Regions from separate parts of the Mus musculus genome. Here all the other regions are linked to region 3. The links are chromatin contacts, called in public Hi-C, HiChIP or PLAC-seq and promoter capture Hi-C maps. All regions are on one chromosome and are shown on one strand. The core of a region is the stretch at or near the end of the contact, and the rest is flanking DNA. Distances in the headings are between cores, read along the strand shown.

Evidence for each region. A called contact is a pair of places that touch in the nucleus more often than the background predicts. HiChIP or PLAC-seq counts read pairs in DNA pulled down with a chosen protein or histone mark. Capture Hi-C pulls out chosen DNA fragments and counts their contacts.
Region 1: a contact with region 3 is called in a FOXA1 HiChIP or PLAC-seq map of pancreatic cancer cells. The contact joins the promoter of Snrpc here to the promoter of Dusp1 in region 3. A contact is called at or near these places in 2 of 39 promoter capture datasets (hippocampal neurons and pre-B cells) and 1 of 115 datasets of contacts at active chromatin or transcription factors (pancreatic cancer cells).
Region 2: a contact with region 3 is called in an HNF4G HiChIP or PLAC-seq map of pancreatic cancer cells. The contact joins the promoter of Clcn7 here to the promoter of Dusp1 in region 3. A contact is called at or near these places in 1 of 39 promoter capture datasets (liver) and 1 of 115 datasets of contacts at active chromatin or transcription factors (pancreatic cancer cells).
Region 4: a contact with region 3 is called in an H3K27ac HiChIP or PLAC-seq map of microglia, with 5 times the contacts expected there. The contact joins the promoter of Ilrun here to the promoter of Dusp1 in region 3. A contact is called at or near these places in 2 of 39 promoter capture datasets (HPC-7-derived erythroid cells and pre-B cells), 2 of 484 Hi-C or Micro-C datasets (B cells and CD4 T cells) and 2 of 115 datasets of contacts at active chromatin or transcription factors (large pre-B cells and microglia).
Region 5: an HNF4G HiChIP or PLAC-seq map of pancreatic cancer cells shows a contact between it and region 3. The contact joins the promoter of Rab26 here to the promoter of Dusp1 in region 3.
Region 6: a Hi-C map of B cells shows a contact between it and region 3, with 6 read pairs. The contact joins the promoter of Fance here to the promoter of Dusp1 in region 3. A contact is called at or near these places in 1 of 39 promoter capture datasets (erythroid cells), 1 of 484 Hi-C or Micro-C datasets (B cells) and 1 of 9 other capture datasets (liver).
Region 7: a contact with region 3 is called in a promoter capture Hi-C map of liver, with 2.0 times the contacts expected there. The contact joins the promoter of Taf11 here to the promoter of Dusp1 in region 3. A contact is called at or near these places in 1 of 39 promoter capture datasets (pre-B cells) and 1 of 9 other capture datasets (liver).

The regions. Positions count from the first base shown.
Region 1 is chr17:27,838,419-27,842,419 of GRCm38.p6, reverse strand. Snrpc (U1 small nuclear ribonucleoprotein C) reads right to left here and starts at 2,333. Exons shown (of 6, transcript NM_011432.2): 1 at 2,251-2,333; 2 at 1,914-1,956; 3 at 42-150. The coding sequence starts at 2,258.
Region 2 is chr17:25,130,849-25,134,814 of GRCm38.p6, reverse strand. Clcn7 (chloride channel, voltage-sensitive 7) reads right to left here and starts at 1,424. Exons shown (of 25, transcript NM_011930.4): 1 at 1,201-1,424. The coding sequence starts at 1,338.
Region 3 is chr17:26,507,049-26,511,113 of GRCm38.p6, reverse strand. Dusp1 (dual specificity phosphatase 1) reads left to right here and starts at 2,642. Exons shown (of 4, transcript NM_013642.3): 1 at 2,642-3,157; 2 at 3,395-3,540; 3 at 3,910-4,065. The coding sequence starts at 2,791.
Region 4 is chr17:27,818,219-27,822,002 of GRCm38.p6, reverse strand. It overlaps Ilrun (inflammation and lipid regulator with UBA-like and NBR1-like domains), which reads left to right and starts at 1,461. Exons shown (of 5, transcript NM_001033279.3): 1 at 1,461-1,826. The coding sequence starts at 1,669.
Region 5 is chr17:24,532,461-24,536,686 of GRCm38.p6, reverse strand. Rab26 (RAB26, member RAS oncogene family) reads left to right here and starts at 2,940. Exons shown (of 9, transcript NM_177375.1): 1 at 2,940-3,310. The coding sequence starts at 3,104. It overlaps Gm33508 (predicted gene, 33508), which reads right to left and starts at 2,792. Exons shown (of 3, transcript NR_169077.1): 1 at 2,702-2,792.
Region 6 is chr17:28,311,607-28,315,631 of GRCm38.p6, reverse strand. Fance (Fanconi anemia, complementation group E) reads right to left here and starts at 2,102. Exons shown (of 10, transcript NM_001163819.1): 1 at 1,750-2,102; 2 at 1-33. The coding sequence starts at 1,988.
Region 7 is chr17:27,906,092-27,909,906 of GRCm38.p6, reverse strand. It overlaps Taf11 (TATA-box binding protein associated factor 11), which reads left to right and starts at 2,163. Exons shown (of 5, transcript NM_001379368.1): 1 at 2,163-2,406. The coding sequence starts at 2,236. Anks1 (ankyrin repeat and SAM domain containing 1) reads right to left here and starts at 601. Exons shown (of 25, transcript NM_181413.4): 1 at 261-601. The coding sequence starts at 445.

The sequences.
Region 1 (4,001 bases), core at 1,084-3,583, 1.3 Mb before region 3:
TGAGATGCTCTACCCCACCAAGACCACGCTGTGAGACGTACTTGTCTTGTCAATCAGGCTCTGGGCCTGCTCTTCCATCCATTTCTGATAATAGTCTTTCACATTCTCTTTGTGTTTCCGACCACTGCAGTGTGTCTTCCTCACAGATGGCTGGAAAACAGAAAGGTCATGGCCAACACAGAGAAAAAAAATCACCAAACTAAAAAGGTTTCCCGCTTTGCCTCTGGGTGGGAAGCCTAGCTAAGACACTGAAATACCTTTTATACACTGCCTTCAGTACACATCTTTCCTGGACTTACAAACTATCCCAGAGGCCAGCATACTGGGGCCTACCCATCAAACATTTGCTTTTGAGCACTGGCAGACACATAGATCCTTGCCTCTTGGCCTCCCTCACTACTCAGTACCAGGAACAGAACTCAGAGCTTCTGTAGTTTAGGCATGTGCTCTACCAACTGGGTTATACATCTGCCTGGCAGCTTCATTTATTTACTGTCTATGGCTTCTGTCTACAATGACTTTTAGTATTATAAAGACTTTTTAGTATTATAAAGACTCCATATTTACAAATCTAAAACAGTTTGCTACTTTAAGAAAAAGCATGCGTATGGCTGATCTGAATCCTGGTACTATTTCAATGTCCTCATGTTTCTCTTTTTTTTTTTTTTTTTTTGGTTTTTCGAGACAGGGTTTCTCTGTATAGCCCTGGCTGTCCTGGAACTCACTTTGTAGACCAGGCTGGCCTCGAACTCAGAAATCCGTCTGCCTCTGCCTCCCAAGTGCTGGGATTAAAGGCGTGCGCCACCACGCCCAGCGTCCTCATGTTTCTCATGGGAAAACAGCAGCTTAAATATATTTAAGCCACACTATTAGGAGAATACAGTACTATAGGCTGGTCGGAGTGATGCAGGCCTTGAATCCCAGGCATGGAGGCAGCAGGACAGCCTGTTCTACATAAGTTCTAGGCCACCCAGGGCTACATAATGAAACCCTTTCCAAAAATAAATAAGCCAAGGAAGTGGTGGCACATAACTTTACTCCGTGCACTCAGAAGGCAGAAAGCAAGCAGCTCTCTGTGAGTTCGAAGTCAGCCTGGTTTACAAATTATTCCAGAAGATCTGTCTTGTTTCCTCAGGAGATTGGGGGGGGGGGGGGCAGATAAATAGATTATTTAAAACTATTAAAACCATAAAAACCAAATTTTGTTGTTGCTAAAGGTTGTTTTGATTTGCTTTTTTTTGAGGTAGGGTCTCCCACCATAGCCTTAAACTCACAGCAATGCTCCATCTCAGTGTACTAGGAAGACAGGCGCCAGGCCCTAACTTTGTTGCTGGGCCTTGTGGCTGCTACACACGGGGCAACACTAATCACATATCTCAGTTATTCCTCCTGATGATCAATAGTTAATGAGGTTCTCACAGGAGCTGAGAATGGAGCTGTACACTAAGACATTTCTTTCCATTTTAACCAGGCATTTGAATAATGTGACATAATCAAATCTGCAAGTTTGTAGGAACACACTCCTGGTTTGTTTGTTTTTTGTTTTGTTGGGCTTTTTTTGGAGGGTGGGGCGAGTTATTTTGACAAGGTCTCAATATGTATCCTTAACTGACCTGGAATTTGCCATCTTCCTGGCTCAGCCTCTCAAGTATTGACATTACAGGTACATGCAGTTTCTGTATACGCAAATGCTTTCCATCTTCAAGCTTGCTTAAAGTTTTATCATTCTGCAAATACCTTCAAATTGCAAAGACCTCACAAAAAGGGTGGGAAAAAACACCCGCTTCCTAATTACTTTCTAAGAAAGGTTGTCATAAAATTTCCAGGAGACTGTAATGCACACACCTGGACCTAAAGAAAAAGAATTTTGCATACAAGGCGTTTTAGGATTATAAAAAAGACCCGCCACTTACAGAATCGTGGGTAAGATACGTATCACAGTAGTCACAATAAAACCTGAAATGACAAAAGAAAACGTCAGCAATTAACAGCTGTCCAAACAAACAGACCCAAAACCCAACTTCCTCGGATTGTAAGTCAAACAAAGCGTCCTGACAGAATGCGAGGCTTCTGAGCGAGGGTCCGCGCCCACTCTGCCAGGATGGCCGGAGAGCCTGGGTCTCCACCCGCCATCCCTCGGAGGGGCTCGCCTTCCCCTCGGAACGTCCAGAACCCGAGGCCGCCGCCCTGCACCTTCACCAGGACCCAACTGACCACCGCAAGTCCGCTTGCTCCCAGGGCCACACTCACTTGGGCATGATGCTCCACAAGCCGTTGGCTACCCCGATCCCCGCCGCCAGGAACTGACGCACACAGGCTGCGCCGACGCGAGCAAAGGATGCAGACAGGAGGGGTAGGACTTCCGCTTCCGGCCTCTGCCCTACGGATGCTGTGGGTGCCTCTGAGGTTCAATCCGCGCTCACTTATTCAGGATTAGTTACTCCGTCTAGGAAGTGCGTAATTTAGTACTATCAACAAAAGGTTCCAAAACCCTGAGTCAGCAGTTCCTACGCTGCGAATCATTAATCCAGCTTCTCAAATTGTGGTGACCCCCCCAACCAGAAATTATTCTTGTCGCTATTTCATAACTGTAATTTTGCCACTCGTATGACTAGTAATGCAAATTATCGGTGTTTTCTGATGGTCTTAGGAGAAACCTGTGAACGGGTTGTTCGACCCGCAAAAGGTGTCACGACCACTGCTCTAGTATGTACCCAGCTCTTCTGTAAATGAGAAGTGAAAAAGGCAGAACCAAATCAGGTAAAAGTTCTCATTCTCCAAGACCTGATTAGCAGTAAGCTGAAATCGATCAGTGGCTGAGGGATCAAAGTCCTATGCTGGGGAAATGAAGCGGGGAAGAGCGCAGCTGAACATCAAGGAAGACAAAGAAAATGTAGAAGACGATCACTGAGAAATTGATCATTGTATTTGAGCAATTAAGACAGACGTGAATTGTAGGGACACACTCCTGGGTGAGTGGGGCGGGTCTCAAGTTTTAAACCCTGTCTCCCTGCTTCCTTCCTAGCTGTGCAATTTACTCTCTCTGAGCTTCAGTTTCCTTATCTGAAAAGTAAAGGTAATAACTTGTGCAGTTTAAGGAAGAATCAAATGTAAAAATGCTGGAAAGTAGCTGGAGAATTGGTGTAGCGATTAAGCATTTGTTGCTCTTGGAACAATCTAAGTTCGATCACCAACACTCCCCCGTGGTGACTCCCACCTGTCTGCAGCTCAAGTCTCAGGGTGTCTGATGGATCTTTTTTAATCCACTCCCAGCACTAGGCACATACATGGTGCACTTACAAACTAAACACCCATATACATACAATAATACAAAAATGAATTTAAGCCGGGCAGTGGTGGCGCACGCCTTTAATCCCAGCACTTGGGAGGCAGAGGCAGGCAGATTTCTGAGTTCAAGGCCAGCCTGGTCTACAGAGTGAGTTCCAGGACAGCCAGGGCTACACAGGGAAACCTTGTCTAAAATAAAACAAAATATAAAAAAAATTTAAATGTAAAGCTCATAGGGCATTTAGCGAAAGGTCTATGCACTTAGGCCACCATAAATGGTAGTGATTCTATAGACGTTGTTAGCAGTACATTGCCAACTAACAGGTCAAACTTAGAGTCTGTTCTCTCAAACAAAGTGGATTGCCTTTTAACTTGAACTCCAAAGAATGAGAGAGGAGGGAGGAGTCATACTGCTGTCTCTCTCTCTCTCTCTCTCTCTCACACACACACACACACACACACACACACTTGGGGGGGCAGGGAGAGAGAGAGAGAGAGAGAGAGAGAGAGAGTCAGAAAAGTTACTATCCCTAGGCTGGTTTGCAAAATTCAATTCAAATGTGATATCACTTGAAAGCAGTGATTTTCATTGTCACCTTCAGATAACTTTGGTCCTTATTAGTTCCTTAAATAACCTAGACCTTTGGCGGGGTGGTTAATCGTAGCACTCAGGAGGCAGAGGCAGGCAGATCTCTGATTGAGGTCAGGCTGAT
Region 2 (3,966 bases), core at 175-2,674, 1.4 Mb after region 3:
AGTCTTCTCCAAGAGCAGCAATAGCCCCCTTCCCCAAAGGTTACTTTCTTTACAACAGGGATAACAAATCACACCACCCAGAAACACCCTAGGGAGGCAGACACAGCTCTACCACCTTACTTATTTCTGATCACTACTGCAGACCGGAGTCACAAGCACACGTCCTTCAAAAGGGCCTGAGCTGCTTCCCAGCAACAAGGAGCTGACTTTGACTTTCACTGTCCACTGCACCTTCAAGGGTCTAGCAAAGAAAGCCTAAATGTAAGTTTTGATGCGGTAGCCCTATCTTGTGCTCTTCTTAGCCTTTAAAACAGCAGGAGTGTTTGTTAAGACACCTCTAACATCAGGAGGAGGAAGGGTAAAGGACAGTTATAAAACAGACTAACATCAAGGAATTGATATAAGTAACTGACTCAAAATTAACACGATGCACACAGGCAAAAGAAGCAAAAGCACACAAGTAAACAAGCCTGTCCCGGTCTTAAACGCTAGGCATTTGAAGGCACAAACTGTTCGCAGTGCTGAGCACACTCTGGCCTCTGACTTGTTGCTTATCATGTCTGGCTGCACATTCCAAGTTCAACTAGGTAGTAAGAGAAAATGAGTGGGGATGCTTGACACTGCAATTGTGTCCCAAACGTCTGGAATTACTCCTGTGAGAAAGGAGACAGGCACTTTCACCGAAAGCACAATTCTGCCATTTAAATTGAAAACTACCAAGCGTGTAGTCCAGGCCTTCCAAGTTCTTGGGAAAATGAGACAGGATTATGAATTCATTGGTGGTCTCACTGTGAGACCTTATCTTGAAACGTCAAGGGCTATGGGTGCAGAGCTGAGGTCGTTATGATTGCCTTGTATGTGTAAACCCTGGCTTGACCCTCACCACGAAAAGTAAAATTAAAAAACAAAAGCAACGTTAAAGTCTTGGGATCTCTTGCTGAAAAGTCAGCGACAACGGTTCCTGGAGGAGAGGGTATCATTTTCTCTGATGGTGTAGCCACTGAGGAACGAGATGGGAAGAAGGGGTTCAAAGAGAAAGAAAGAAGAGGTTTATGAGTGCGAGGCTATCAAAAATAAAAGTCTTCCAGGATTCAAAAAAATAACAGAGGAGAGCACCGTGGCCTCCCTCTGGGCCCCGCCAGCACACTGAGGACCGGCGCAGCGATCCCGGCGGCTGCATCTCCGGCCCGCGGGCCTCACCTGGCGCGCGCCCGGCCCAGCTCCGTTCAGCAGCGGCGTCTCCTCGTCAGGCTGCCCTGTCCTTCGAAGCAGTGGCGCCCCCTCCTCATCATCGCGATCTCGGCCGGACCAAGACACTTTCTTAGAGACGTTGGCCATGGCCCACTGAGGACCAAACTCAACAAGAACAGCCGGCAGACCGGCAGCATTCCCGTGACCCGCGCCCAGGTCTCACGTGATCTATCATCGGTGCCCACGTGACTGACGACGGAGGCCGGCAAGATCCGGGAGCGCGGAGTCTCCTGGGAATTGTGGTTCACTGGTCGTTGCAGCCCAGGGTAGAAACCTAGAACTCAAAATCCCTAGCAATTAGTGTCTTCACTGAAGGCAGTGACCCAAACTCCAGAGAAGAACCAGCCCGAGATGCACGCCTAGTCCTCCAAGAGATGATATGGAAAAAAAAAAAATAAACTACCTGTAAAAGTTCTGGAATCGTCCCTCTCAACTAAGTTGGCTTCATGTGTTTCCTGTGCTCAAAGGGCAGCCAAACTGCTGCAATTCCGGGAAAGGGATTGAGACCCTGATGCCACACCACTTCCAGTAGGATCTGTATGACAAGTTCCACAAACTGAGGCTATTGACCTCAAAAGGGGTAGGCCTCCTGGAACCGGTGTGGAACTCTTCGCCGGAGAAAAAAATATTGAGTGGTAGTTCTTATGGCAATGTTTTGTTTTCTCTTATTCCTTTTCTTATTTACATGTTCCTGGTAGCCTAGGCCAAGATCTTAAGCAAGAATAATGGGTAAGAAACCAACCCTAGAGATGGGGGCCACTAACATGACCTTATCCCCCGGGAAAACAATGCCTTACTTTCTAAATCATTTACAAAACTATTACGATAGATAAAAACTTTCCCAACAATAAAATTTCATATGGCTGCACGTGTGTCATCGGAGGTGGATTTTGGTGTATGGTAAAGAAAGCCTTAATTAGAAAGAATTAAAATAGTTTGAATTTACATATTGAAGATTTGTTAAAAAAGAAAAAGAAAAAACCCAGATACTAGATGTTAAATAGTAATTGACCATGGGGCTAGAGAGTTAGTTCAGTGGTTAAGAGCACTGACCATTAAAGATTTATTAACCTGCTCCTAGAAATAAGCCACTAGACTTGGACAACAGCCCCCACTGAATACATCCTTTTAGAATTGTTATATTTTGATGATTTATATTAATAATGATGTTACCTGTACTGTTTGTGATTCACTGAATGCATAGTTTCAGAGTTGTAATGCTTGGATGATTTTTGTGCTTTACTGTGCCAAATGATTTTTGTTGGTATTTGTGATTGTTTCACTGGATATAGTTTCTAAGAGATGTAATGTTTGGTTTTTTAATGTATAAAATCCCCTGCTTGAGAGCTGCAAAATGCACTCAGATTCAAACTGCCTCTGTGTTTGTTTCTGTTTGTCACCACCGAATCCTTACCCACCTAGCTTTGAGGACCCTCATTCCAGAGACCCCCATAACCGACTTGGGTGGACCGTGGCACCCTGAAGTGCCAAATTAGGAAAGACTGGGGTTCCTCCGAGGAGGAGACTAGGACAGCACATGGGCGTGGCATTAACTAGCCGCAGGTTGCTTTAGGCAATAGTATTTTAGGAAGATTAAGTTTGCCTTAGTATCGGTGTTACATCAACAAAGTTGTTCTTAGATGTATCCTGAATTATGTAGGGGCAAGGATTGGGATTTGATACTACAACTTCAGGGACCCGAGAGTGACTGTAATCATGGGTGGCACTCTACAGAGAAAGAACGATGTTACAAAGTTTACTTCTGAGCAGTGTCATGGCAGTTGCATTACAGAGGATGGTAGAAGGAAGCAAGGAAGAAAGTGTCCACTTAATGAAGGAAATAGGTATATAATGTGAAAGCTACATTTAACAGAGAAATATCAGAGAGGGCTGGGGTTAATATGTACGACATAGAAAGATTCTATAAAAATAGTTAAAATACAATTCAGGACATCAGTGGTGACAAAGATCATATGTAAGAGAGTTAACAAGGGTTCTAGGATATATATGTACATTCATCTATATATGTGTACATATATATATCCTAGATTTTATATATATATATATGCATATACATGTATATAATATTACCTTGAAACTTTTTTATTTGAAAATTTTCAAATCAGAAAGTTTTAAGTTCATCTTAACCTCTAAGGGTGAGAGGATTATAGGAAATGTCCTTCCTTTCATACAATTCAAAGTAAAACCAAAACTAAACACAGAATAAGAGGAAGAAAGTTAAATGGTGTTCTGAATTTTCCCATGATTATCCTGTGACTCTCTCTCTGTGTGTGTGTGTGTGTGTGTGTGTGTGTGTGTGTGTGCTGTTTCCTCTTTGACACACCTTAGTTTTGTCATTTTACAAGACAGTGATAAGGATGTCATGAACCTCTTTTGTATTGCTGGGCTTTGAGGTTGGGAAATGAAGCTGGCTTGTCCAACTAAGGTCATTAGTATTCCATGGGGCTTGAACTTAGATCCCTTCAAAACTTTGATCAGAAACTGGGCAGTGGTGGTACATGTCTTTAGTCCCAGCACTTGGGAGGCAGAGGCAGGTGGATTTCTGAGTTCAAGGCCAGTCTGGTCTACAAAGTGAGTTCCAGAACAGCCAGGGCTACACAGAGAAACCCTGTCTCACACCCCCCCCACACACACATACAAACTTTGATCACAATTTCTTTAAGACTAGGACATTTAAGTTGTCAGTTGAGCTAA
Region 3 (4,065 bases), core at 1,393-3,892:
CATTCTAGATGGGCATTATACTCCGTTTATAGATATAGAAGCCGAGGCTCAGAAATAAGTCCTTTACCCAAGGTTACGGAGTAGACAGTGAGAAGGATGCACTTTCAGCCATTATTGGGAAGCCCCTCCCCTAGCCCCACCCCAACACCAAGACAAATCCAAATGAGAGGAACTGACAGGTTCATAGGCTGGTGCCAAGCCTGCACACCGACTGTCCCCACAGGTCCCGTATAGAAGCTGCTGCTTCTCGCCCAGTCACAGGGAGCTGTGGCATGGTAAAGTGAATGAGGAGAGGCCACACAGTTAAAGGGGAGAGGCAGGCTAAGTCTTTTGGCTGATTCTTATCACCCCCTGTGGCCTCTAACGTTGCTTGTTGCTTCTAAACACACCTGGAATGGGGAGGCTCTCAGGTCAGGGAGGCCTCTCCTAGAGTTGAAATCTACTGCCTCACACTGTCCCCGGCCCTCAGCAGCTAAGCCTCCAATGCAGCAGCAGCCTCTCTGGTTCTGCCCCAGAAACCAAGGCATCCTCACTACCTGGATTGTGACCTGCGGCGGCTATACCTTTGCTAACACTCTCTGAACGAGTGGATCTTAGTGTAAGTCTCTCTGGCACCTGGAGAGAGCTTTCTCTCAACTGGGGCTCCAAGCAATCAATGCCTATAGGTGTCTCTCAAGTCGCACCTGGCGTGATTCCCTAAGGTTCTGAAACACACAGCACATGGCCCATGTGATCCAAGCATCATTGTGTTGGGAAGGGAAAAACTGAGAGTGGGTGACTCACGGGAGGGGAAAGGTCTGGGTGTTCTGCCCCTTCTGCTTCACAAGGGAATGCCACCGAGTCACGCATGGTACCAGCTGTACTGAAACTACCTTGCAGGCTCATCCGGGAAGAGGATGGCTGGCTCCCCAACAGTCAACTGGCAGCAGTTCCAGCTCTTTAGGCTCCTTCTAGGAAGGGAAGAGGGCAGAACTCCACAGCGACCAGCAGACCTCTGACTTCAGTGCCCAACCATGCCACTGTACTCATATAAAAAGGTCTTTTTGAAAAGTTTGGGTAGAGAAGGGTATAATGAATGGCCTTGCAAAAACAAAAATAAAAGGAAAATTTGAAGTTGGTATGCAGTTTGAAAAGGCAGCAGCTGTAACATTTTATGATTCAATGCAAAAAATATGTTGAGGTCCTCAGCTGAATAAGTAGAATAAACAAATAATTTTTTTCTTTCTGTCGCTCTTCTGAGATGTAGGGAGGGTGGTGTTATCTGAAGATTTCTTTGCTGTTCTTTTAGGATCAATGCTCAAAGGAATGTAAAAACGCCCTTTAAAAATAACGTATTCTGAATTTACAGAAGAATCTAGGCAGAGCGCAAGAGCTAAGAGAGGCCAAAGCGGACGTTGCTGGGCAAAGACACATGGTAGTAAGACACCTCCCCTTGCAAAGAGGAAGAAACCGCAGAATGTTCCTGACTCGGCACCCCTTCAGAGTGGTGCAATGTTTATGTTTGTGTATCCAACTCCGTGGTGTTGCGGCGGACTCACTGCCTACCCTGTAGTCATGGAGTTTTGTGGAAGGACACACACACACACACCATTTCGGTCTTCCCAGGTGTGATGAGTACAGTTTGTCCCACAGAGTGGCGGATTCAAGGCTCTTGGCCCTGAGTCCTTGGTGTGCTCAGCTTCTGTTCAGTGGAGATGAAAGGCACGAGGGCAGATGCCTTTAATCCTTAGTAAGTCAGGGACAGGAGGATCTCTATGAGTTCAAGACTAGCCAGAGCTACACAGCAAGATCCTCTCTGAAACAAACAAAACAAAACAAAAGAAAGTTGTGTTGGGGGACAGAGGAGCAGCGGCTAGCAGCATCCTCTTGATGCCACGCGACGACAATGTTCTGGGCCGTCCCTAGGCGGCGCTGTGGAGCTCTACCCAAGTCTCCCCCACCCCACCCCCCCAACCCCAATGTTAAACCTGGGCTCCAAAGATCTTGCAACCCTCCTCCCTTTGCTCCAAGTAAGTCCTCTAGGGACCACCGCGGTAAAGATAACACTCCGGGGTGGGGGGTGGGAACTAACTGGAAGCATTCCCTTGTTCAGCGTAAAACTTTTAAAGTGACATTCAAGAAGGACGTCTCAACTCTCGCCATTTGTCCTCGGTATAGCCAGAGGGCTATAGACCGAATTAGTCATCTCTCACTACCCACTCCCCTTTCCCGCTCAGCTCGCCACGCCCACCACTCCAGCAGCCAGAGCCGGGCCAGCTGAGAACGTGATACCAGGAGTGGCCCCGCTCGTTCGGCGGAGACCCGCGGAGGGGAGCAGGGCAGGTGTCCTCAGGCCGCGCGTCCTGGCCACCCGGGCTGGCAGCGCGCCGTCCTGCCTGCGAGCCCAGAGGACAGGAGGGTGGGGGCCGGGCTGCGAGCCAGCGCTCAGAGCCGAGAGGCTCCTAGGCCGATGACGTCTTTGCTTTTGGCTTTGGCGGCGCCAAGCTCGGTAGGGCGGGTGACGTCACCGCCCGGTCACGTGTCTGCCATTCAAACAAACAAACCGTTCTCCCCCACCCCCACCCCACCCCCCGCTTCTGTGCCGCGCCCGGGACCGCCCCCGAGAGGCTACATAAAACCGCGCTCCGTCGGACGAGCGCGCAGTGAAGGACTGGCGGGAGGAAAGCGCGGTGAAGCCAGATTAGGAGCAGCGAGCACTTGGGGACTTAGGGCCACAGGACACCGCACAAGATCGACCGACTTTTTCTGGAGAACCGCAGAACGGGCACGCTGGGGTCGCTGGGGCTGGCCATGGTGATGGAGGTGGGCATCCTGGACGCCGGGGGGCTGCGCGCGCTGCTGCGAGAGGGCGCCGCGCAGTGCCTGTTGTTGGATTGTCGCTCCTTCTTCGCTTTCAACGCCGGCCACATCGCGGGCTCAGTGAACGTGCGCTTCAGCACCATCGTGCGGCGCCGCGCCAAGGGCGCCATGGGCCTGGAGCATATCGTGCCCAACGCTGAACTGCGTGGCCGCCTGCTGGCCGGAGCCTACCACGCCGTGGTGCTGCTGGACGAGCGCAGCGCCTCCCTGGACGGCGCCAAGCGCGACGGCACCCTGGCCCTGGCCGCGGGCGCGCTCTGCCGAGAGGCGCGCTCCACTCAAGTCTTCTTTCTCCAAGGTACGCTCTAGCTCTGGCAGGACTTATGCCATCAGCTAGGGAAGGGGCGTCCCACCTGGAGTATGGGGGCGCCGGCGTCCAGTCTCCAGGGGCTTGTCAGTGGCTTTGTTTCACTCCCATAACAAAGACTTCCTTAAGCCTTCCTTGTAAACTCGCAGCCCCTGGTGGGTGAGTGGCTTGTCTCCAGGTACTGTGTCGGTGGTGCTAATGAGAAAATATGTACCTTTGTATTCTCAGGAGGATATGAAGCGTTTTCGGCTTCCTGCCCTGAGCTGTGCAGCAAACAGTCCACCCCCACGGGGCTCAGCCTCCCCCTGAGTACTAGTGTGCCTGACAGTGCAGAATCCGGATGCAGCTCCTGTAGTACCCCTCTCTACGATCAGGTTAGTAGGAGTCCGGGTCCATGCAGGGCAGGGAGGTGGCAGAGCTGGCAGAGGTCTAGGAGGATTGTGCCAGGAGGATATAGAAAGCGGCTGCAGCTTTATTTATACTAGCGGGGACACGAGGATCTTTAGTCCATCATGAAGCAATTGGATGGAGCTGAGTCTCCCAGTTGCTGGCACGGAAGAGCTTGTTGGCTCTGTCCAGGCCAATGGGCTTGATTCTTTACGAATATTTTAATATGTCAACAGCAGTGCTGAGGTCACCAGTTTCAGAAACTCCCGTTTTCAGCGGGGAGTTTTTGTGGGCATGGGTACTGGTGCTCACGCTGGACGAGCTTGACGAATGCTGGACTGTTTTTTTGACTTCAGGGGGGCCCAGTGGAGATCCTGTCCTTCCTGTACCTGGGCAGTGCCTATCACGCTTCTCGGAAGGATATGCTTGACGCCTTGGGCATCACCGCCTTGATCAACGTCTCAGCCAATTGTCCTAACCACTTTGAGGGTCACTACCAGTACAAGAGCATC
Region 4 (3,784 bases), core at 212-2,711, 1.3 Mb before region 3:
GTCTGAAGCACTGCCAACGGTAGGAATACACAAACTGTCACACTGATAACCCTGAGCTCTGGTCCTCATGATCTCACAGCTGCTGTTCATGAGATAGACACAATTCAAACACATCCGTAAACATATTTTGTCAATCTTTAATCAGGTTGAACTGTTGAGCAAACTATCAGCAATAACTGCATTTGCTCAAGGTTCTGCTCTGAAATTTGGATATGATAACAATCACCAGGCGATTTTGAGCCTCCTCCCAGGCCCACTGACTTCAGTTGAGTCTCTTTTCAGAAGTAGTTGTGACAGTAGTTATCCCAGCAAGTAGGGGTAGGAGGATGAGATCAAAGGCAACTCCAGGAAGAAAGCCCGCCTCTGCCTCTTGAGTGCTGGGGTGGTTTATTTTTTAAAGGCAGGGTCTAGAGTATCTCTGGCTGGCATCAAACACACAGAAATTTGCCTGCCTCCCCAGTGCCGCCACCCTTGGCTGTCAGCCAGGCCTTATATGCAAGAGCGAAGTATCTCTGCTCTCAGGAACCCAGGTCTTCATACCTTCGGGGAAACAGCTTAAGCCAAGTCCCCAGTTGCCCAGTTTCTTACCCACCCCCATCCCTGTACCTAGTCATATCTAACAGGTGACACTGAGAAAATACTTGGTGACAGAACGGGCAGATGAGTCTCTCCACAGCTGAGCTTCTTAATCCTTCAGCTTCAAATGGAGCCTCACATTAGTAGATACACTGGATACTGTCTACAGTCATTTTTTTGGTCGTGGATTTTAGAGACAGAACAAGATTTGCTAAATTCTAGGGTATTGACCTTTCTTTGCAGAGGATCGGTTCCTCTGACCTGTAACTGGTGCTTGCATTAGGCTGCCTTTATTTTCTGGAAACGTAATGCTAAGGTTGCATAGTAACATAGGCAGTCATGAGAAACTCAGGTCAGAATCCAGAGACTAAGCGTGCACCGCCGCGACCTTGGGAAAATGTCTGTTTGAATACTAAGTCCCCTGAGAGCGGAGCAGCAAGAGTCCGCTCTGTGCTGCCCTTTGCCCTTTGCCCCAGTCCCAGCCTCTGTTCCTGTGGCGACTTCGGGTTCCCAGCCTGAGCATGGGTGGGGTCGCTCGTCTCCGAAGCACCTCTCAGACTCGTGACTCCTCCCACGCAGTGTGGGGACTCAGGCGAGGACAGAGACCCGCCCAGTATCCGCTCTTTCCGGCTTCCCGTTTCCTGCCCCCTCCGCTCTGTCGCGGTGAGGTCACGCGAGAGACGTCACCGAGTTATGACGTCACTGAAGGCGGGCTTTCGGGAGAGGAAGGGGCGGGGTCCGAGCGGCCCCGCGCGTGCGCGTTGGGCGCGGCCCGGGAGGAGGCGGAGGCGGCGGTGCTGCGAACCGCGGCGGCAGCAGCGGCGGCGGCGGAGGCGGGCGCTGGGGGGGGTGGGAGGGGGGGGAGCGCGAGCCCCAGAGCCAGCGAGAGAGGAGCGAGCGGTGCGGTGCGGCGCGGCTCGGCGCGGCGCGCGCAGCCCATGAGGCGGTGAGAGGCCTGGGGCCTGTCTCGGAGCAGTGCGCGCGGCGCCGGCCAGCAGCGGGCCGCCCTTCGTGGGCTCGGGCCCGGGCGCGGCGGCCGCCCGTGGAGAAGCAGGTCGGGGCGGTGGAAGCTGTGCGTCCGGGCCCCCCGCCATGGAGGGCATGGACGTGGACTTGGATCCGGAGCTCATGCAGAAGTTCAGCTGCCTGGGCACCACAGACAAGGACGTGCTCATCTCCGAGTTCCAGCGGCTACTCGGCTTCCAGCTCAACCCGGCCGGCTGCGCCTTCTTCCTGGACATGACCAACTGGTGAGTCCGCCCCACGCGGAGCCAATCCTGCTGGCAGCGGCCTCGCGGCCCCGAGGGCAAAAACACCGGAGCCCGCTCGTGGAGTACTCCCGGGCAGGGCAGGGCCCAGGCCGGGAGGTGGCAGGGAGTCAGAGCCCGAAGAACATGGGAAGAGGGGAGAAGTGGTGAGGTGGAAGCCAGGGGAGTCGATCTGGGGCGAAAAGCGTGTGTTCTGGGAGTAGAAAGCACAGGAAACGAGAGTTGCGAAGTGTTTTCCTTTTAAATAGGTGCGAAGTGTAGGAGCTGAGGATGACAGAACGGTGTGGAAACTCGAGGGAGTGTGTTAGGTGCTGAGGTCGAACTCTGGGCGCGGGAGAGGTCTCGGAGCTGAGAATAGATCTTGTGTCTCTTTGAGGAGATAAGGGCGAAAACGACTTTTGCGGCGGAGGGAACACAAATTATAATCAACTGAGTATGGTGAGAAAGGAAGAGTTGTGCCAGGGAGAAGTGACATCTAATGGAGGCGCCGGAGCGCCAGGCCTGCGACGAGGACTGGGAAAAGTCTTCAGAAAGTGGAGGGAAGCTGATCTTGGAGGCAGGAACTTTGTGAAGACACTGGCGTGCTGGGCAGAGGCTTGGCCTTGGGAACTTTGACGAGCTTACTGATTGGATGGGCTTAGTTGACAGAAAACTGAGAAATGTATAGGTTGGGGGCCAGGGGTTCTGGCTTGTAGTTGGGTTGTACAGGCTGAAGTGGAGCTGTCTCCAGGCACCGACGTGTGTCTTGGTTCTTAGAGCAGCACTTGCTGTTTTTGATAAGCAAGAATACTTTCTCTTGGTCTCCAAGTAGGGATTGTTAAGTTCACTCGGGAATTTAACCATTAGACTGGAGACCATTAGACGGCCTTTGAAAGGCTCTCAGGTGAAGCAACTAATCGGGATTTGAGCAAAAAGCAAGGGGGTGCATGCCCTTTGCCCCGTGTTGAGCGTTCAGTGCCCTGACGTGTGGAATCTTGTTTCTCTTGGCATCCCTTGAACAAACTCCCATTATTTCCATGTCCACCCAGTGCCTCGAGCAATGTCTGAAAAGAGGTTGTAAGCTTAGATTTTTATCCTACTCCTGCCTAGTGCTCCCCCACCCCACTCCAAAGATGCTTATCTGTGATGAGAACCAGAGGTGAAGTGTTTTCACTATTGGTCTTAAAAAAAAAATGACAAGAATGGGGCTGATATTTTAGTGTCTGGTAAACTGGGAGGCATTGAGGCACAGCCTTTTAGAGTTAAACAAGTACTTGTGAGTTCTGTTTGTGTCTTCGTTTATTTTTATTATTTCCTAATTGTGAGTATGTGCATGTGTACAGGTTCTTTTGGAGGCCTGAGGCATCGGGTACATGTGGGCTGTGGGGTGCTAGTACTGGGTGCTAGAGATGGAACTCAGACATGCTGTTGAGTGTCTCTCCAGCTCCTGGGCTTGTATATTGGGTCCAGGTGATCTGATGCAGGGAATGGAGCTACTTTTCTGAGCACCAACTAGATGGGTTTCATTTGGGCACACCTTTAGTCCTTGCAGTCTGGAGACTGAAGCTGGCACATCTAAGTGAGTTGAGGCCAGGCTGGTCTACATAGCAAGTTCCAGGCCAGCCAGGGTATATTGAGAGCCTGTTTAAAAAAAAAAAAAAGAAAAAGAAAAATCCTGAGCACAGCCTATGACTGGTAGGTTGTGGATGGATGCAGGAGTGGGCATTGCTCTAGTCTAGTTCCTAGGAGCCTCTAGCTTGTGTAGAGCGTTGCTGCTGTCTGTCTCCCACATCCCAGCTTCTTTTTCCCCTCTTATTTACACTAGGTAGCTTGGTGGTTTGGTAGGGAAAGAACACTATTTCTCCCTAGTTCCTCCTGATGTGACTATTTAAATACTGAAGAGACTCGGGACCATTGATCCTTAGTCTTGTGAGTGCTGGGATTACAGGTGTGAGCCATCA
Region 5 (4,226 bases), core at 1,691-4,190, 2.0 Mb after region 3:
CACACTTTCCAGGGGGCCAGTTCAGGGACTGGTCCCTACAAGCTGTGCTCAAGTTTGAAGATCTCAAAGTTTGGAGGGCTCTAAAGCCAGACTAAGGCTGTCACATCCTTTCTTACCCAACTGGCTCCTAGCCTCAAGCTTGCTCTGAGCTGCAATTACTCATTTATTGCCATGTAACAAACATCTCCCAAATGCTTAGGAAACTATGGTTTTAAAAGGCTCGCCTCTAGAGGAACATGGCGGCCTGCTAGAATTGCAGCACTTGGAAGGCTTGAGGCCGGAAGATTGTGAGCTTGAGGCCAGTCTGGTCTTCATAGTGAAACCCTCTTGTATATGGCATCATCTCCTGGGCTCCTGTGTACTCAGCCTGAGTGTTCTCTCATCATGGTACCCAGATCCTGAAAACCACTGTCTCAGGGTGCAAGAATCTGGGATCACTTCTGCCCAGGTTCAAGGGGAGGAGACACAGACCCACTCTATCACCAGGGAAAATACCAGCACCCTTGCCATCTTGTTTGTTTCCAAGACAGGGTTTCTCTGGATAGTCTTGGCTGTCCTAGAATTCGCTCTGCAGACCAGGCTGGCCTCTGCCCCTCAAGTGCCGTGATTAAAGGTGGGCACTACCACCTCCCAGTTGCTATCTTCTTTTGTTGGTTTGTTTTTTGAGTCAGGATCTCACTATGTAGTTCCGGCTGTCCTGGAACTCACTATGTGGACCAGGCTGGCCTCCCAGAGATTTGCTTGTCTCTGCTTCCCAATGGCTGAGATTAGAGGCATGCCCTCCACCACGCCTGACTCTTTTAATTTTAATTAACTAATACTTTTGAGACAGGGTCTTACTGTGTAGTCCTGATAGGCCTGGAACTTGCTATGTAGACCAGGCTCACTCACCTTTAACCCACTAAGATCTGTCTCCCCGGGCTTCAGGAGCACAAGGATTAAAGGCATGCGTCACCATGCCCATCTGAGGGCCGAATTTCTAACTTGTATTTCTTTTGCCAATTTAGTAGCTGCTTACTGAGGCCAGGAGCTGGCTGCCAGGGATATGGCTGTGACCGAGACAAGCTGCTTCCTGCTCCCAGAAAAGCTCCCATTCCAGAGTGAGAAACGGATGGGAGCAGAGGAGCCTTGAGATATAGTGATCAAAGAGGAGCAGAAGTGTGGGGCCTGAGGCTTCTCGGGAGAAAGCAGAGACCTGGATTTTATGTAAATGTTCCTCCTTTTAAAAGCAAGTCTGTCTCCTCTGCTGTCAGAGGCGCCCCTCCTCTGCTCTCCTCCCACTTTCTCTGGCTTGCCTGTTCCCTCTCTCTCCTTCTAGATGCCTGCACTGTTTTCACTGCCCTCAACCTGAATCTCCTCCTTGCAGCTCCTGCCTAGAACGTCCAAACTTGAACTCTATGTGTATGCCCTGTACTGGACGGATTCTAGGCAGTAGCTGGAAGGAGGTTACATGGTCTACTTCCTAGGGCGATAGGCACAGGCTGTTGAGGTTCTCAGCTGAGATCCTGGGCCAATCATGCTGAGGTTGGCCTTGTGAGGACGGGATACTGAAGTCCTCAGGGAATGCAAAAGTGAGAGCCCAGTACCCCCACTCTGGGTCAGGATGTATACAGATCTGGAAATTGGCCTGAAAGAGATAGGAGGAGGCTTTGAGCCACAGAGGTAGGGAGTTCTTCATGCTCTGCTCTCTGCCAACTGAGAAAGTTTAGAAGGCCGTCAAGAAACGCAGAGTTTTGGTGACAATGATCACATCTTGGAGAACAGCTAGGCCATTCCAGAGGAACACCAAGAAATACTGGGTCTCAAAGGCACCACCCTCCAGCATCCACTGTCCTTAACTCTGACTTTCTTTCTCCTGACTGGAGTGTCTTAGGTGAGGGGCTTTGGACAGAAATCCTCCAGTCAGCATAGGTAAAGCAGCAGGGTCAGAATCAGGAGAAGGGTATACCAGGTCCTGAACCAGTTTGGGGTTTAGAAAATCAACACAGACCTCTCTTGGATGAGAACCTAGGATGGAAAGACCATGGGCCAGTCAATTCTAGGAAGGGACCTCCAATCTTCTAGGCTGTCAGGGCAGACCTCTAACCCTAATCCTAACCCTAACCTATGCCTTGGTTATCTCTGAAGGCCTGATGCTGGCTGGCTGTGATAACTACTTCTTTCTCACTTTAGATATCCGTACTTCAACCCAGGTGGCAAAATATGTGAGGAAGATGGGGCTGGAGAGATGGCTCAGTGGTTAAGAGCACCGACTGCTCTTATGAAGGTCCTGAGTTCAAATCCCAGCAACCACATGGTAGCTCACAACCATCCCTAACAAAATCTGACGATCTCTTCTGGAGTATCTGAAGACAGCTGCAGTGTACGTACACATAACAAATAAATAAATCTTAAAAAAAAAAAATACGTGAGGAAGAACAGCGTGCCCGTTATGCCTCTGATCAGCTGAGCCCAGAGTGCTCGGTGCAGCAGGGATTGTTTGTGAAGCATGAGTGTTGGAGCTTCTTAAATTTGCCTATCCTGGAGGGAATAGCATTGAGGACAAGTAGTCAGATGGCTGGTATCTCTGATAGAAAAACAAAAACAAAAACCCTGAATCTCAGGCTGCCTATTCATGCAAGCCATCTGCCCCAGCATCCTCATCTCAGAACACATCGTAGTCCCAGGTCCATGGACTAGTCTATTGAGCTAGGTTACTGACCTGGGACATTGAAGACTGGGGCAAAGAGAGGACACAGGATCCTGGTGCTTCCTTCACTGGACAACTGGAGCCCTTTGAGCACAGTGCACTTGGAGCATGCTCCTGGGATGCACACCTAAGGCCTTCTTGGGACCTCTTGACCCCGCCCCTGGAGCGACAGACTTATTTGCATGGCTCCGCCTCAGAGCGACCATTGGCAGTGGTGGCGGGAGGCTGGGCCTGAATGGCTGCGCCGCCTGTGGGGACGCGGGGGCGGGGCAGGCACTGAGTGCTGGAGATGCTGCTGCTACTGCCGCCGCCGCTGCCGCTGCGGGACGGGTTCGGGTCCGAGTCGGTCTTGGCGGGCACGGGGCGTGGGACAACCCGGGACACAGCGGTAGCAGCAGGAGCACACTGAGAACCATGTCCAGGAAGAAGACCCCCAAGAGCAAGGGGGGGAGTGAGCCGGCTACCTCTACGCTGCCCGCCGCCGCCGCCGCCACCAATGGGCCACGTCTGGCACATCCGAGGACTGTGCGCCCTGGCCCAGAGGCACCGCCCAATGGGCCCCCGCAGTCCATCCGGCCCTCACTTGGTAGCACTGGAGACTTCTACGATGTTGCTTTCAAGGTGAGCCAGGCACCTCCCCGCCATGGGAATGCAGCAGGTGGCGTTGGATCCTAGACTGCCGCTGGGGAAGAGTGCAGGGCCTTGCAGACCCTCGGCGCTGAATTGGCACAGCACCTTGCAGATGGCACGGCAGTACCTTACATTGTCACGCGACCCTACGTGCGTGCACGAGCGCGCGCGTACACTCTCTCACACACACAAACACAACTATTAGACTAGGGTCTGGGGTATTCAACAGCTGGCAGGGCCCTACCCCCACTCCATCTACTGCAAGGCCAAGCAAGATCAGAGTTTTGAAGCTGTCCCTCTGGGATCTATGGCCCCTACCGGTGCTCCTGTCTCATCATTTCCCATCCATATGCTGCCTTCCCTCACCCCCCCAAGGGGCTGTAAGTGTCCTTTTTCTGGGAGAGAAGAGAACAAGGCCACCCTAGACCAGAACAAAATTGAAGCCTAGGTGAATTGACCTCCGAAGGCAGGGCCATCACTGGGTCCTGAAACATTGGCCTGAGGGATCATGTGGGTGGGAAAGACTTCACTGGTCTGGCCCTCAGGCCCACAGATATCCCTACCCCCTCTTCACTTCAAAAGCTGTCACACCTCTTCCGAACCTTGCTGCTGAGATTTGTGTCTTTGCTGGAATTCGAAGAGGCCCCCAATACTGAGTCCCCAAAGGTCTCTTAGGAGCTTCCAGCTGCACTCCCATGGCTCTGCTCCCCATAGGCCCCAAATGCTGCCCTCCCAGATCAAGCATGTTGTCCATGGAGGAGGGGTAGGTAAGGTCCTGGATGGGGACAGCTGTCCTCACTCTCTGTGACTGAGGCAGCATTGTTGGAGGGAGAGGTGATAGGGGGTGAACGGGGGTGAGGGTGGGGAGGGGGAGAGAGAAGCTGGGCATCCATGCTATTGGGGTCCA
Region 6 (4,025 bases), core at 853-3,352, 1.8 Mb before region 3:
CAGACCCCAGGCAGCCGGAGCAACAGTGGGACCCTAAGAACAAAAGATTTTTGTTTTCTGAGTTGGGGGGCAGCGGGGGAAGGCTCACTATGTAATCCAGGCTGGTCTTAACCCCTCAAACCTCCTGCCTTAGTACCCTAAGTGCTGATCACAGGCATGTACCACCATACTGGTTGGGGCATACTGGCTCTGGAGTTGAACACTGTGGCAGGCAACAGGCAGGGACTGGATGGCAGGACCTTCGAGAGCTGCCTAGGGTAGGTGGCCAGGTCTGGTGGCACATACCTTTAATCCCAGCACTTGCAAAGCTAAGGTAGACAGATCTCTATGAGTTTGAGGCCAGTCAGAGCTAAACAATGAGACTCTGTCTCCAAAACAAAACAAGCAGGGGTCGCTGAGGATGGAGGGGTCAGGGACCCCTGACATGCACGGGCCCTGTTCTTAGATCCCTGCATCAGAAAGGGCTTCACAGAGCAAGTGAGCCAGGAAGCAGAAAGAAAGAACCCCATAACAACCCTTAATCCCACCCTTTACTGCTCCTAAGGGGCCGGCTGCTGCAAACAGCTGGCATATCCTCTCTCAACCCTGGCCTCCAGAGCTTCCCAGGGTCCCATGACTTTAGCTCTCTAGGATTCTACTGAGGTAGCCAGTGTGACCTGAACCAAGTGACCATGTCTTCAAGCCTCCCCCTGTGTCAGGGCCATTATCACACCAAGGTGCCTGTCATGTGAGGATAATAGAGAAATATATATTGGAAATATAGGAAATATATATAATATAGAGAAATATATATAGAAAATATAGGAGATATATATGTGTATATATACATATACATACATACATACATATATACATATATACATACACACACACACACACACACACACACATATATATATATATATATATATATATATATATATATATATATATCCTTTATTGTGATAGGGTTTCTCTGTGTAGCCCTCGCTATCCTGGAACTCGCTCTGTATACCATGCTGGCCTCAAACTCACAAGAGATCTGTCAGTCTCTAGTTTTCTTGGCCTGTGCAGTCTTGGTTTCCAACTTGAAGCAATCCTCCTGTCTCAGCTTCCTGACCGCTGAAACCAGACCCTACACTGTATGACCTGTATTTTTGTTTTTCGAGACAGGGTTTCTCTGTATAGCCCTGGCTGTCCTGGAACTCAGAAATCCGCCTCCCTCTGCCTCCCGAGCGCTGCGATTAAAGGCATGTGCCCCCACGCCCGGCATGACCTGTATTTTTAACACAGGTGTCCACTTGACAAGAACATCTGTATTAGAGATACATTATTTGTGTTTTGGCAGAGTCTATGTTGTCCTGGGTGGTCTTGAACTTAAAGATCCTCATGCCTCTGCCTACTGGGTAGTGCTATTACCAGCGTGCACCACCACACCCCGCCTTTTATTCTTCTTAGGACAGAGTCTCACTCTGTTGCCCTGGAACTCAAGAGACATATGCTCGCCTCTGCCTCCAAATGCTGGAGTTAAAGCCATGCACCAGCAGCTCAGCAACTGGAGATGGAAGCAAAGCAAACAAACTCAGTCTGCACTTAGAATTCTGCCTGACAAAATGCGTGTCTCAGCCCAGTGCTGGCACGCGCACTTGTAATCCTGTCACCGAGGACATGGCTGCCGGAGTTCCAGGCTAACTTAGGCTAGATGGAACCCTGCCTCAACTACACAAATAAGCAGGGGGGAGGCGGCGGGGGCCACGGGCGGGGACTCACAGCTCTAGGCGGCCGTCGGGGCCCCGCACCTCGGGCTCTAAGTGGCCCAGCGCCTCCAGGAAGCCATCCCAAGGGAAGTGCTCCGCGCGGCGGCCGAGGGCGCGCAGAACCCCTAGCCCGCGCCGCGCACCCTCAGGCCCTGCCTGTAGCGCCTGAAGCAGGAGGCGGGCAGGGGCCTCCAGGCTCGCCCAGGGCGCCGCTCCGGCCGAGGCTACGGAGTCCGACCCCGGCGTCGCCAGCGCAGAGCGGACGCGGGGCGGCGGCTAGGACACGCGGGATCGGAGCGCCACTCCAGCCGCGCAAAGCTCCCGAAGCCAAGGAAAGCCGGAGCACCCTGTAGAGCCTGAAGGGGCGGGATCTAGCGATCGGGGCGGGGCCGGAAGGGACGTGATCATCGGGAGGGGGCGGGACCATCAACTAACCAGACCTGTAAGAGAGCGTCCAGGAGAGGGGCGGAGCGGGGACGGAGCGAGGGCATCAGGAAGCAACTTAACTCCCTGCATAGTACGAGAAGCCCGCGAAGGGGCGGGGCCGGTTCCTGCGTCTGGAGCCAATCTGATCCGCGCTTGATGGAGCGGCTGTACTATACTGCTGCCTAATCTTAGTCCTTCTCCACGTCTTTTTAAAATGTTTCTTTTCAAAAATTATTTTATGCCGGGCGTGGTGGCGCACGCCTTTAATCCCAGCACTCGGGAGGCAGAGGCAGGCGGATTTCTGAGTTCGAGGCCAGCCTGGTCTACAGAGTGAGTTCCAGGACAGCCAGGGCTATACAGAGAAACCCTGTCTCGAGAAAAAAAAAAAAAGCAAAAATTATTTTATGCGTATGGGTGATTTGCTTGTATATATGTAAATGCACTATGTCTAGTGCCCGCGGAGGCCAGAAGAGGGCGTGGGATGTCCTGGGACTGGAGTTAGCGGCTGTAAATTTACATGTGGGGTCCTCTGCAAGAGCAGCTAATACTCTTAACCGCTGAGCCATCATCCCTCCAACTCTGTTTCCATTTTGCCTTTTCTGTGTGTGTGTGTGTGTGTGTGTGTGTGTGTGCCTGTGTGTATATATATGTATGTGGGCCAAATGTGTGCAGGAGACCTGGAAGGTCAGAAGAGAAAATCAAAATCTTTGAAACTTGAGTTATAGGCAGTTAAGACTGCACGCGCATGCTGAGAAACCCCAGTCTTTACGAATACAATTAGCACTCTTAACCACTAAGCCATCTCTCTAGTTCCTATCCTTTTACATTTCTATTTTTACTCATGTGTATGGGGCGTATGTGTATGTGTAGCTGGGAAATATCTCTATGTGTATATAGTATGTATGTGTTCTGAACCTTAGTCCTCTGTGAGACAGCAATATGGCCTCTTAACTGATAAGACATCTCCCCAGCCACAAATTATCAAATATTTTGACCGTGACAGTTACTTTCAGGAAGAAAAAAAAAAAAAAGGAGATAAATTGAGATGCCTTATAATAGGATGACCAGGCAAAATGAACCCAATAAGGTCCAGGTCAGGGAGTCTGTAGGGAGGTTGCTACAGGAAGAGAAGAAACAGGGCAACGGCCCTGGAGCTGCAGGGTGGCTGAAGAGGAGATCAGAGAGGCTACCAGGCTTGAGGTCACACAGAGGACATTGGCTTTCTACTCTATCATGGGAACCCATGGCAGCATTTTTGAGCTGATTTTGATCTAAGCCAAACTATTTATTTCAAAAGAATTAGTTGGAAAAGGTGAGGTCTTTACTGCTTCACAAAGTGGGAGAAAAGGCAAAAAGACAAAAAAAAAAAAAAGAAAAAAAAGAAAGAAAGAAAAAAAGAAAGGAAGGAAGAAAGAAAGAAAAAGAAAATGCCTTCTTCTAGTAACCTCCTTTCTCGGTGTTCCACAGAGGAACTGTGGCAGATGTGGGCCCTAAGAAGTACAGCTGGGACCTCCCCCAAGCCTCAACCAGGACCTCACTGCCTAAGGCTTCGCATTTGAGTCATCTGGGTAGAAGTGGGGCAGAGTTCTAAACCTGGTTTAGGTTTCCACATTCAGAGAAGTCCAGGACAATATCCTCACCCCCTGAGGAATGTACAGTGCAGTCCCCCAGAAGTCAAGGAAAGCAGATGGTCCCTGGGGACAGGGCCTAAAAACGAACAGTCTTCAGACAGCATGGGACAGCTCAGTTATAGCTTATTGTTTTTTTCTACCAAAATCCTTCTACAAAACAGTAAAGTTTAAAAAAAATATCAAAGACTTGTAAAGAGCCTTTCTTCACTGTGGTCCTCTCCTCATCCCGACA
Region 7 (3,815 bases), core at 914-3,413, 1.4 Mb before region 3:
CAGGATGTGAGAGGGATTCCGCGAATTCGGTCTGCTCTGAAGCGGCTTTTGTGAGAAGCGACAGCTGGCACCTCACGGCGGGCGAGGGTGACGCCGAGCTGTGCCATGCGGCGCGGGCTGCCACCTGGGCACTCCCCCCATTCTCCGCAGCGGCGACGCCAGACACGAGAGCCCGGCCTGCGCCGCGCGCGCCCCAGGAACCGTGACCTCTCGGGGGAGCCCTCGCAGTCCAGGCTGCGAGCCCCGGCGCGCGCACTCACCTCAGCAGACTGGAGAGCGGGTGGCTAGAAGAACCGAGGCCGCCGCCCCCGGAGCCGCCGCCGCTGCCTGAGCCGCCGCCGCCGCCGCCGAAGCCGGAGGAGAGCCGCTTCCCGGACAGCAGCTTCTCCACGGCCGGGAGGTGCCCGGTGCGGGCCGCCTCCAGCAGCTCCTGCTCCTTCCCCATCCCCAGGACCGCCACCCCTCGGACCTCAACCCGGAGCCTTGCAGAGCCTGCTCCGGCTCCGAAACTTTCCGTCTCCGGGCAACGCACCCCTCAAACCGGCCGGGGACGCCACCCCCTCTCCCCCCGCCTCCTCGGCCTCCCCCACTCCCTGGCGGCGCGTCACTTCCGGGATCCGGCGTCACGCGTCACCGCGCCCCCGCGCCCCGCCCCCTTGCCCACCTAGTGGGCGGGGCTCGGCGCCGCCGTGCAGGTGAGCCCGCTTGGCGGAGGGGAGCCTCGGTGTGCGGAGCCGAGCCTGGCGCAGGCGCGGTCTACGCCTAGCGGACCCGCCCATTCGCCAGGTGGCGGAGATCGGAGGCGGCACGCCTGCAGGAGCTTCCCGAACTGCTCGCCTTCCCAAAGGTTTGGGACCTCATGGCACTGGAAATGCGGTCATTGTTCCTGGCACCGTAGAAACAAAAGAAAAGGGGGTAACGCGTACCTCTGTTTTCAACTCCATTCAAAACGCATAGATTCAATACGGGATAGGCGCGGAGATCTAGAACCAGACTTGAAAAATCCCTCCCTCTGGTGCCTCCTGGAGGGAAGACCTGAGAGTTTTACTTCTGCAGTTAGACTGGCATTGTGGCAACTGCCATTTGTCCCAGCAGTCGAGAAGCAGAAGCCGCTGGCTGCATCGCTGTGAGTTTAAGGTCAGCCTGATCTACAAAGCAAGTTACGGGCTAGCCAAGGCTACATAGTGAGACCCTCTCTCCAGAAAAAAAAAGGTGGGGGGGGGGGAGGGAGTACGGGGGTGGCTGGAGAGGTGGTTCCCTGTTAAGAGCACTGGTTGCTCTGCCAGAGAATCTAGGTTTGATTCCCATCACTTGTGGCGCCTCACAGCAGTCTGTAACTCCAGCTCCAGCGGATGTAACACCTTTTGCTGGCCTCCCAGGGTACCACGAACGCATGTGGAGCTCAGACTTACATGCAAAACACCCATACACATGAAAAAAAAATGTAAGAACTCTTAACAGACACTATCCTCGCACTCCATCCTACTAACTCTTCAGAAAAAGTCAGAAGAGACCTTCTTTCTCTTAGTTGTCATGAGAGACATTTTAAAAGTCAGATTTGGGGAACCATTTCCAATTTTTAATATTGGTGGACTAAGGAGGGAAATGTAATTGGGAAAGGATGACTTTTTTTTTTTTTTCTGTTTTTCCCTCACAACACTAGCCTGTTCTGACGCGAGGCAGGTGGCCAATATTTGAAGTGTTAAATGAAACCATTGGATACTTTCTGTTGGCGTTAGAGATGCTTGCGAAACAGAAGGGAAACTTCCCTGGTGGACACAAGCCGGTGGTCTTAGTTCTTTGGGAAATCCGAGGTTAGGTCGCTGCCGGAAGCTGCTCAGTCCACGGCAACAACAAGCAGCGGGACCGAGTTCTCTCCCTGTTCCCCGACTTTGGGCTGAAGGAGTAAAGTTAAAGAAGGGTTAATTGGCATTACATTCCCAGGAAGGAGAAGAAAAAGAAGGAAAAAGAAGTCTCTCGGGAAACGAATTACGCTCTTTCAAAAACGCTTCTGCCCTGAAGCGGAGGATCTAGACTTCTACATTTCTTTCACATTAAAACAAATTCCGTTTATATGAATCCCCTGGGCAACCAACGCGCTTCTGGAAGTGACCCCTCCCAGGATCCGTGGGCGTGACGTCATCGCGGCGCGACGACGAGCCCTCAGCTCCAGCTCCGCTCCACAGCTCCTTCTCCCGGCGGTGCTGCCATCGCCTCTGACCCCCTGCTCTCGCGATGGACAACCTCGGGGAGTCGCCCACAGACAAAGGCGGGGAGCCAGGGGAGTCAGAGGAGACGAGGGCTACTCCTGGGGCTTTGGTGGCAGCCGACACTGAGGGAATCCCGGAGGAAACCGACAGGGATGGAGACGCGGACTTGAAAGAAGCCGCGGCGGAGGAAAGCGAGGTAGGTGGAAGTTGGTGGATAACGCTGCAGGACTACCCGGGTGCGCTCCTGACTGCTTTCTTCCAAAGCCAGGGAACTAGAATTCCCCCACGACTGTTTGTGAGTCTGCAACCTTGAGGGGCAGGAGAGGGAACGGGAAGGTGTAGGTGCTGTTAGAGCCCTATTCAGGCCTGCTTGTACTCCAGCTCCTTTTGGGGGAAGGCTGAGGAGGAAGGTGGAGGAGACAAGAAGATAAAAGACGAGGAGAAAATGGTTAAGGACAAATAAATTTGAAAATCTGAAGCACAAAGGTTAGAAACACGCGTAGATCAATAGTGGAAAGTAAGTTAGAAAGGCTGTCAGATAGATAATGCCTTCTCTCCCCCTCTCCATATTTCTGTATGAGTTTAAATATGAATTCCTTCCTTCCTTTCTCTCTTTCTCTCTCTCCCTCTCTTTCTTTCTTCTCCTCCTCCTCCTTCTTCTTTCTCCTCCTCCTTCTCCTTCTCTTCTTCCCCTTCTTCCTCTTCTTCCTCCTCCTCCTTCGAGACAGGGTAGCCCTGGCTAACCTGGAACTCAGGTTCTATAGACCACACTGGCTTCGAATTCAGAGATCCCCTTGCCTCTGACTTCCAAGTGTTAGTATCAAAGGCATGTGCCACCACTTCCCGACATACCTTTCATTTTAAAGGAACCATTAAATCTCATTAATGAGTTTTGATGTATTACGATTTTATAGTAAGTTGGCTAGGACAGAGTTTGGATCACTCTTGTGAATAAAACGGTTAAGTGTTTATGTGAGGAGAAATGTAAATAGTAAACATCTTGAAGACGTTTTTAGCTTAGGGCAGGCGAAATTGTTCAGCAGGTCAGGGTGCTTGATCCCCAGAACCCACGTTAAGGTAGAAGCGGACTATCTGCACAAAGTTGTCCACTTACAAACCCACACACATGAATGTCCGTAGTAACTGAAAAATTGTGGGTTTTTAAGAATATTTTTTATATGAATGTTTTGCCTGTGTATTTTTGTTTGCCGTGTAATGTGCCTGGCACATTCCCTGTAAAAGTCAGAAGAAGGCATTAGATCCCCTGAAACTAGAGTTGCTAATGACTGCGAGCTGAAATGTGGGTGTTGGTAAATGGAACCTAGATACTCTGCAAGAACAGCCAATGCTCTTAACCTCTGAGCTTTCTGCAGTTTTTAGTTTAAACTCAATATAATGGTACAAGTCTATAATTTCCACAAGCTGAAAATCCAAAATGAGACTTTGTCTTAAATTACAAAAGGAAAAAAAAAAAAGCTTCCGAACTGGGCATGGTGGTGCACAGCTTTAAGCCTAGCATTCTGGAGGCAGAGGCAGGTGGACCTCTTGAGTACAAGGCAGCCTGGACTACTACAGAGAGAGTTCAAGGATAGCCAGGGCTATGTA